Linked DNA regions of Mus musculus: region 2 is linked to region 1. The links are chromatin contacts, called in public HiChIP or PLAC-seq maps. All regions are on one chromosome and are shown on one strand. The core of a region is the stretch at or near the end of the contact, and the rest is flanking DNA. Distances in the headings are between cores, read along the strand shown. Region 1 holds the start of Tspan8 (tetraspanin 8). Region 2 holds the start of Ptprb (protein tyrosine phosphatase, receptor type, B).

What was found. HiChIP or PLAC-seq counts read pairs in DNA pulled down with a chosen protein or histone mark.
Region 2: a FOXA1 HiChIP or PLAC-seq map of pancreatic cancer cells shows a contact between it and region 1. The contact joins the promoter of Ptprb here to the promoter of Tspan8 in region 1. A contact is called at or near these places in 1 of 484 Hi-C or Micro-C datasets (pancreatic cancer cells) and 1 of 115 datasets of contacts at active chromatin or transcription factors (pancreatic cancer cells).

What each region holds. Positions count from the first base shown.
Region 1 is chr10:115,815,187-115,819,015 of GRCm38.p6, forward strand. Tspan8 (tetraspanin 8) reads left to right here and starts at 2,098. Exons shown (of 8, transcript NM_146010.2): 1 at 2,098-2,474. The coding sequence starts at 2,415.
Region 2 is chr10:116,299,443-116,303,271 of GRCm38.p6, forward strand. It overlaps Ptprb (protein tyrosine phosphatase, receptor type, B), which reads left to right and starts at 1,932. Exons shown (of 32, transcript NM_029928.2): 1 at 1,932-2,237; 2 at 2,666-2,939. The coding sequence starts at 2,184.

The DNA of each region.
Region 1 (3,829 bases), core at 848-3,347:
TAGAAGGGACTCTGTCGCAAACCAGTTTCGTGAACAGCGTGTCACTTTCGTTTTCCTTCTTTCTTTCTTTCTTTCTTTCTTTCTTTCTTTCTTTCTTTCTTTCTTTCTTCCTTCCTTCCTTCCTTCCTTCCTTCCTTCCTTCCTTCCTTCTTTCTTTCTTTCTTTCTTTCTTCTTCTTCTTCTTCTTTTTTTCTTCCCGAGACAGGGTTTCTCTGTGTAGCCCTGGCTGTCCTAAAACTCACTCTATAGACCAGGCTGGCCTCGAAATCAGAAATTCGCCTGCCTCTGCCTCGAAAGTGCTGGGATTAAAGGTGTGTGCCACCACCGCCTGGCTGCCGGTCACTTTCTTGAAGGAGTAAATTTGAGCTTTTTTTTTTTTTTTATAGATCTGAAAACTGTACCCACATCTGTGATACTGATTCAAGATATCTTTCTGGAAGGATATTCTATGGCTGCGGCTGCGTGCGTTTGTGCATGGCCGGATATCGCCCTGATATATTGGGAAGTTAAAAGAGTCCAGAAAGGTTTAAAATATAGAAATGGGATTGCTGTTTGGATACCACACTCAGAGTTCGCCAGGAAGCTCAAGGAAGAAGCCTGGATTGAAGGTCCTGGGGCTCTTCTTTTGCAGATCTGTGTGCCTTTATCTCCAATGTTAGATGCTATGACTAGTCAGGGCAACGGGCCAGGATCTCTGCTTTTCAGACATAAATGGTCCAATAGGAGAGAGACACTAAGAACTGAATGTATCAAGGGGTAGAGGTTGACTCAGATCATAATGGCCATGGGCTGAGGAGATGAGGGCTCAGACAGGAAAGTGTCTGGAGTCCAGCATCTAAGTCAAAGACAGGAGAGGCCGACGGTATACGTTGGTGGGCCCAGGGCTGCAGTGGGCAGGAACAGATTCCTGAAGCTCATTGTCCTACTGATCCATGAGCTTCTCACGTTCAGTATTACTTGGCGAACTAATCCTAGCTCTCACCTATTACATTTAATGTTATTGCTAATAATGCATCAGAAATGTATTTTAACAGTTACAAAGTAAAGGCAGATATTGGTGAAAATTAGAAAGATGTGTGTGTGTGTGTGTGTGTGTGTGTGAGAGAGAGAGAGAGAGAGACCCCAGTCACTTGTTTTAATTGTATTTAATGAAGTTTTTAGGGAATTGTTTTCCTAACAGACCCTTGAAGTATGCAATTGTTTTACTTAGGGGGCGAGGGAGGCCCTCTGAGTGGTATAAAAGAAAAGACCCAAGGCCCAGGTCGTTTCCTCTGCCCGAATAGATGGCAGAATGGTGCATTTACCTGGCGGAGGCAACATCCCAGTAGCACCAGAAGCAGCTGAATGGGCAGCTTTCAGTAGTCCACGAGTGCGTTCCCAAAGGAATTTTCTTTGTCAGCTGCCCAGAACCCAGAAACGGAGTTAGAGTGGAACTGTTGCTGTAGGTCATTTCTCAGAAGAGAGAAACCTGAGTCTACCTTAAAAACAAACCCAGCTATCAGGCCTGGTTACTGAGTCATAAGTAAACACAAAGGGGCAGCTCCTCAGAGTTTCCTTCCTTCCTGTTTTTTTTTTTTTTTTTTTCTTTTCACACAAAGATAAAAATAAACCCCCGAATGAATGCTCTTACGAGATCACGCAAAGGCAGGCCACTTCCCCTTTAATGATTGGAAGTGGCAGGCATTTAAGGGAGCTCCTTGGGATTTCTTTGAAAGAACAACAACAACAACAACAACACAACAACCAAACAAGACACTTGGCTAATTAATGTTTGTTTCCTTGTTCATTTGAAGTTGAGGAGAAGAAGTTATGGTAACTTAAGTCCGGATGCTTTGCAGGTTTCCAAATACCTATTGCTGAAAGGAACTTTGTGCTCCTATCAATTAAAAAAAGGGGGGGGGGATGCAAATCGAAGTGAGACACAAGGCCCATTTACTTGAGAGCCTGGCAGCCGATTTCCGCAGGGTTAGAAGAGAGGGCAGCCACACCAGCCAGCCAGCCAGCCAGCCAGCCTATCCACCTACTATCTCGCTGTGCCATTCTCCACCTCTGCCCCAGCCACTCCCATAACTTGATATCTGTTTACTCTAGAGGGAGCGGGCTTTGAGAAGCCATCATAAATATCCTGACCTAATGCCTTAGCAGCCATAAGAAGGAAAAGAATGTACTCGCCTGAAGATAACGTTTGAGATATTTAAAGGTGTGGGTTAATTTTTTATCCACTCCAATAACTGTTGGTTTTTTTTTTTTTCTTTTTTTTCTGTTCCTTCTGTCTACTTCTTTGCTCTCTATTTCTACCCCCGAAGCTGCAGGCACACGGATCTCTGCAGGCAAAATCCGTCAGAGCCTACGCAGGACAGCCTTCTACGGACTTCTTCATTCCACTGTAACTTGGTGGCTGCCCCTTCTCCGAAATGGCAGGTGTGAGCAGCTGTTTAAAGTATTCTATGTTTTTCTTCAACTTCTTGTTCTGGGTAAGTAGTTTTCTTTTAATTCTCAGTTTTGTTCAGGAAAGAAGACTTGAGATAAATATCACCACTGAGAACAGACTTACATAGAGCTAGAGGATAAGGGGGAAAAGACATTTTCCATTGAAATATTTACATTGGTTTGTCGCTGGCTGTTTGGGGAACTGAAAAGAAGCCAATGACTCCAAAAAACCAAACCAAACCAAACTAAACCAAACCAAACCAAAACAAAACGCCTGGTGTATTCAAGTTCTCTGAGGATAAACATTTCCCGAATGTTTTCATATTGTTGCAAGACTAAACACAGGGGGAAATATCCCTTAATTAAAGGACAATTATTCTCAGTTCTATGATGCCAATCAGCACTCTGTTTAAAGACTCCAAAGAAAACAGTTTGATTCAGCATGGCTTCTGGTTCCCTCCCTTTGACATCTAGGTTTGAAACAGGTGACTGACTAGTGGGTGGCAGGGTGGTAAATGCATGAGAGGATCATTTTCAGAGCCCCCAGGAAGAAAGAAATAGTCCCTGGAGAAGCAGTTAAGAGTATTTAATCATAAGATTCAGCTAAACCAGTGACTAGGTATTAGTATTTCGAAGTCAGTATTTTGGTGTGTCGTCAACCCATCCTTTCAAACAACAGGGTTTGTTTCTTGCAAATTATGCCTTGCTTAAGTCTGATGATGGCTCCCAAGGGCATTGAAAACATTATTTAACATTGAAAAAGCAAATGTCATGATCTGAGGGGGTGAGGGGGGATTTGGGAGAGAACATGTACACATATGGTATAATTAGAGGTGCTCACAAGTAAAGTAGTGGAAATGTCTCAGGATGCTGCAACAGAAAACAGTTCCATTGTTTCTGGATTGGAAAGTAGTTTATGCATTAAGGATAAGGAGCTCTGGTTTTTGTGTCTGAGCCTTTTGGCCTTTAACAGATGGCTGGTATCGGTCCAATACATTCATTTTCTTTCTTAGCTTTCTGTAAAAGGCTTAATAGAGATCTAGACAGGTCAGGATGAGGGAAAACATCTATTCTCATCCATTCATTGCATTAAAATAATAATGATTTAAGTAAACTAATATAACTTTGTGTATGAAATGACTTTCTACTCAATGGCGAGTAGCCCTAATGAATAAAGGTGACATATAGTGAATTAAATTCGTTAAATAAGTATTTATTTGTATAAATAAGCAAGAGAATAAAAACATTTTTGTTCTTTTATACTTTGTCTCCTTTTCCTATGAAAAGGGGCTGTTTTTGAAATTACTAGAAACTAGGAAAATATTTTGAAACTCAAGAATATATGACAAAAATTTAAAAAGTAATCAAACATATTGCTTCTCTTGGATTATTAAAGTCA
Region 2 (3,829 bases), core at 682-3,181, 480 kb after region 1:
TAATGTTGAAGAAGAGTAAGCTGAGAAGAAACATCTCAAGGCAGCTGGTGCTTGTAACGAATCACACTGCTAGAAGCATACCTGCTAGAAGCATACCGCTAATGGCGGTGAGAAGAAACTGAGTCAGGAGGCAGAAAGGAGTGCAGGGCTGAAGATGCAGAGAATGGAAATGTAGCGAGTGAGGCAAGCAACCTGGGTGAAGAAACAGGCAATTCTGCACTTTCCCCGAAGCATGCAGGTGCTTGATGTGCGATGCGTCGGTGTTCGCTGACTTGCAAGGGAGGTCCACGCCTCTGTGTAGCTGCTTCTAACACTGGGGTGTCTGAATGGGGTAAACCTCCATTTTTCATTAAGATATAATGGCAAGCGTGTTTTCTAAAGGAACAGAAGTAATTTTCACTTGTTTCAAATTTTCTACGTTTTCTCAAAGTAGGTCTTAGACATAAGTAGCCAAGAACAGGTTTATCTACTCTGTAATATATGTGTGTGTGTGGGGGGGGGGGATTTATGTCTTATTCCTCCTAGTGATTTGAAATATAGTATAACAATCCATGCAAGATAGTTATTGACAACCACCCTGATTACACCAATTAAAACTTTTGAGTGCTTATTAATGGTCAGGCCAAGAGCAGGCTCACACACCTCTTGAATGTTTCAAGCTCAGGGATATAGCATTTTTAAAAGGCAAAAACCACAAAGATATGTCAAAGTTAGAAGAGGATAAGAGAACCTCAAAATGTTCCTTCCTGCCAGAGCATAGAGGTCATTTTAGTTACAACTTGCCAACTATTTTGCTCAATACATCTGGACCAAAGTCGAGGTATGGAAATCTCAACTATGTTGCCAAGGCAGACATGACAATTATGGGGGTGGAGGACGTGCGGGGGGAGGGGGGGATAAGAACTATCTTAAGCAAACAGTAAATGGAATCCGAACATGACTGCCTTGTCTTGGTTACTTCAGTAGGGTTATGCACCCAAAACCTTACAACTATGAAAGTGGCTGCGATGTTTCGCTATTCTTACCTACATTCCATTAAGCACTTTTGCTGCTCGGATGGAGTTATTTCTAGGACCCACTTCTAGACACATTTCTACAGGGTATGGGACAGTTTCTAATGCGCTTGCAGTTAGTGTGGAAAACACCACAGCTGCTTTGGAAGGCGTAGAAAGAAGCTGGGGTCCTGGAGTGTTTCCCAGTGAACTGAGCTGATAATTGCCTTCTTCTCTCAGGTGGGGCATGGCATGCCCTTCTGGATGGTCAGTGGTGGGATTGCCTGCAGGGGCTAAAGCACATAGGTGATGGATATTTTGTTGTAGCTTCACAGTATTTGCCTGAGATTTAGGGAACACACAGACCTGTGGTACAGAAACGGGCAAGTGGCTGGAGAGATGGCGCTCCTGTTGATGGGCTGGCTCTTGGCGGGTCTTTTCTCTCTGGCTGATGTCAAGAGGATACACATCGTGACAAATGAGTGTTTTGAGGTGAGAAGGACTAAAGCCCTCTAATAAAAGGCTTCAGGAAAGAGTGTGGGCGACCCAGGGAAATGTGCTCGGGTCAAGTTTAAGCCTGGGAAAAAAGAGGTCCTGGAGAAAGATAGGAAGGAAGATAGAGAGGGGGGCTCTGGGTGTGCAGAAGGGAGGGGGGGCTGAAAAGCGAGAGGGCTCAAGCACTATTTACTGGTTGTAGGATAGGGTCAAGGACCACTGAGAAGGAAAAAGTGAGAGTGAAGGAGGAGGTGAAAGCAAGACTTTGCGGCCCAGGAAGGGATTCTTGGCTGGGGGGGCTGGGGTGGCGGCAGAGGGGGCGGGAGGGGTGGCAGCTTGGCTGGCCTCAGGCCCCCTTGGCAGCCTCAGGCGTTGGCTCCTCAGGGCTCCCTCCCTCTCCCGAGCATTGTTCCTTTGCCGGGAGACAAGGAAATTGCCTTTTGATTGCGGAAGTCCCGGACGGGGCTTTGGGGGCGAGGCAGCGCGGGTCAGAATGGCAGCGTGGGAAGGGCCGCGCGCCGCGGGTCCCCGCCGCCTGTCGTGTCCGCTGCCCGCCCGGGGCGGCAGCAGAAGCAGCGGCTGCCACGGCCCTTGAGCATCGCCAGCCCCGAGGGTAGCGCGCTGCGCCCGCCCGCAGGGCGCGCTGAGCGCTCAACAAGTGGTACCCAGAAGTGCCCTGGCTGGCCTCCCAGCGAGATGCTGAGGCATGGAGCCCTAACGGCCTTGTGGATAACACTGAGCGTCGTGCAGGTAAGCAGGCAGAGCAAGGTCTGGGGATGATGCTCCACCCCAGCCAAGAACTGAATATGTCCTGTTGCTGGCCTCCGGGGCTGAGCTGCTAGGAAAAAAGGGACAGAAATCTCTTGCTCCTTCCCTCCTATCTATGGGACAGCCATCTATCCACCCTCTCTGAAACCCTACCATTACCAAACTGACAGCTCTCCCTGCTGTCAAGAAAGCAACCTGTGTCTGCAGCTGTTCCTGGGGGAGGTGGGACAACTAGGGTGAAAGTCTCCTGCCAGCCACTTTCCCCGTGGGCCCTTTCCTGGACTGGAGGATGAGAGGCCAGCTGTAGCTGGACTCCAGGGGTGAGGACAGGTGACTTGGGGAGCTTGCTGCGGACATCTCTAGGCAGTGCAGGCTATGGACTTAATCTGTGCTCTCTGATTCTTTTACAGACTGGAGTGGCAGAGCAAGTGAAATGTAACTTCACACTGTTGGAGTCCAGGGTCTCTAGCTTGTCAGCGTCTATCCAGTGGAGGACTTTCGCGTCACCCTGTAACTTTAGCCTCATCTACAGCAGTGATACCTCGGGGCCCATGTGGTGCCATCCTATTCGGATAGACAACTTTACCTACGGATGTAACCCCAAGGATTTACAAGCAGGGACCGTCTATAACTTCAGGATTGTTTCTCTGGATGGAGAAGAGAGCACTCTGGTCTTACAGACAGGTAAAGTTCACAGGTGTAATGGTCGGCCAGACTGCTCTACGCCGAGCCTTGACTTTTCCTACCGAAACTTTCCTTTGATCTGTAGGCATTTAAAAAGGATATATATACTTATTTATATATTTTATGTATTATATCAAATTTATATATATATTTAGAGAGAGGAATAACCTGTGATGATATTGGACCATGACTTCTAGTTGGCTGAGTTCTGATCAGTGTAGCTTGCTTGACTCTTAAAGAGTCAAGCAAGCTCTAAACAGCAGCTGAATGAACGGCACCTGGAAAGGGGGAGGGGGGACTCAGGGGGAGAGGGGAGGGCAGCAGAGGGAATTTTTTAAATTGATGTAGTTTGAGCTTCCATTACATTAAATTGTCAGACGTCAGATCATTTTAAGTAACTGTTTTGAGAATAAATAAGTTTTGGTGATTAAGGATATGCCTGGTTATATGTATAAGGCGTGAACCAGGACATAAAATCATCAGGAATAGGATAGGGAAAGTTGGAAAAGCCCCTTGAAATGAGGGTGCAAAAAAAAAAAAAAAGATTCTGTATTTTTTGAATTACAAAACAGTAGAGAATATTTTTTTGTTGCTCTGAACTTGGGGTCTGTGATTTTCTCAGCTACTCCTTCCATGTGTGGCTATTCCTTCTGTGTGTGGATGCTAAGAGTCTGTGCCCCTCCACACACATGTCCCATTCTCTTTCTTTCTTTTTTCTTCTTCTTCTTCTTCTTCTTCTTTTTTCTTCCTTTCTTTCTTTTTTTCTTATTTTCCAATACAGGGTTTTTCTGCGTAGCCCTGGCTATCCTGAAACTCACTCTGTAGACCAGGCTGGCCTTGAACTCAGAAATCCGCCTGCCTCTGCCTCCCAAGAGCTGGGATTAAAGGCG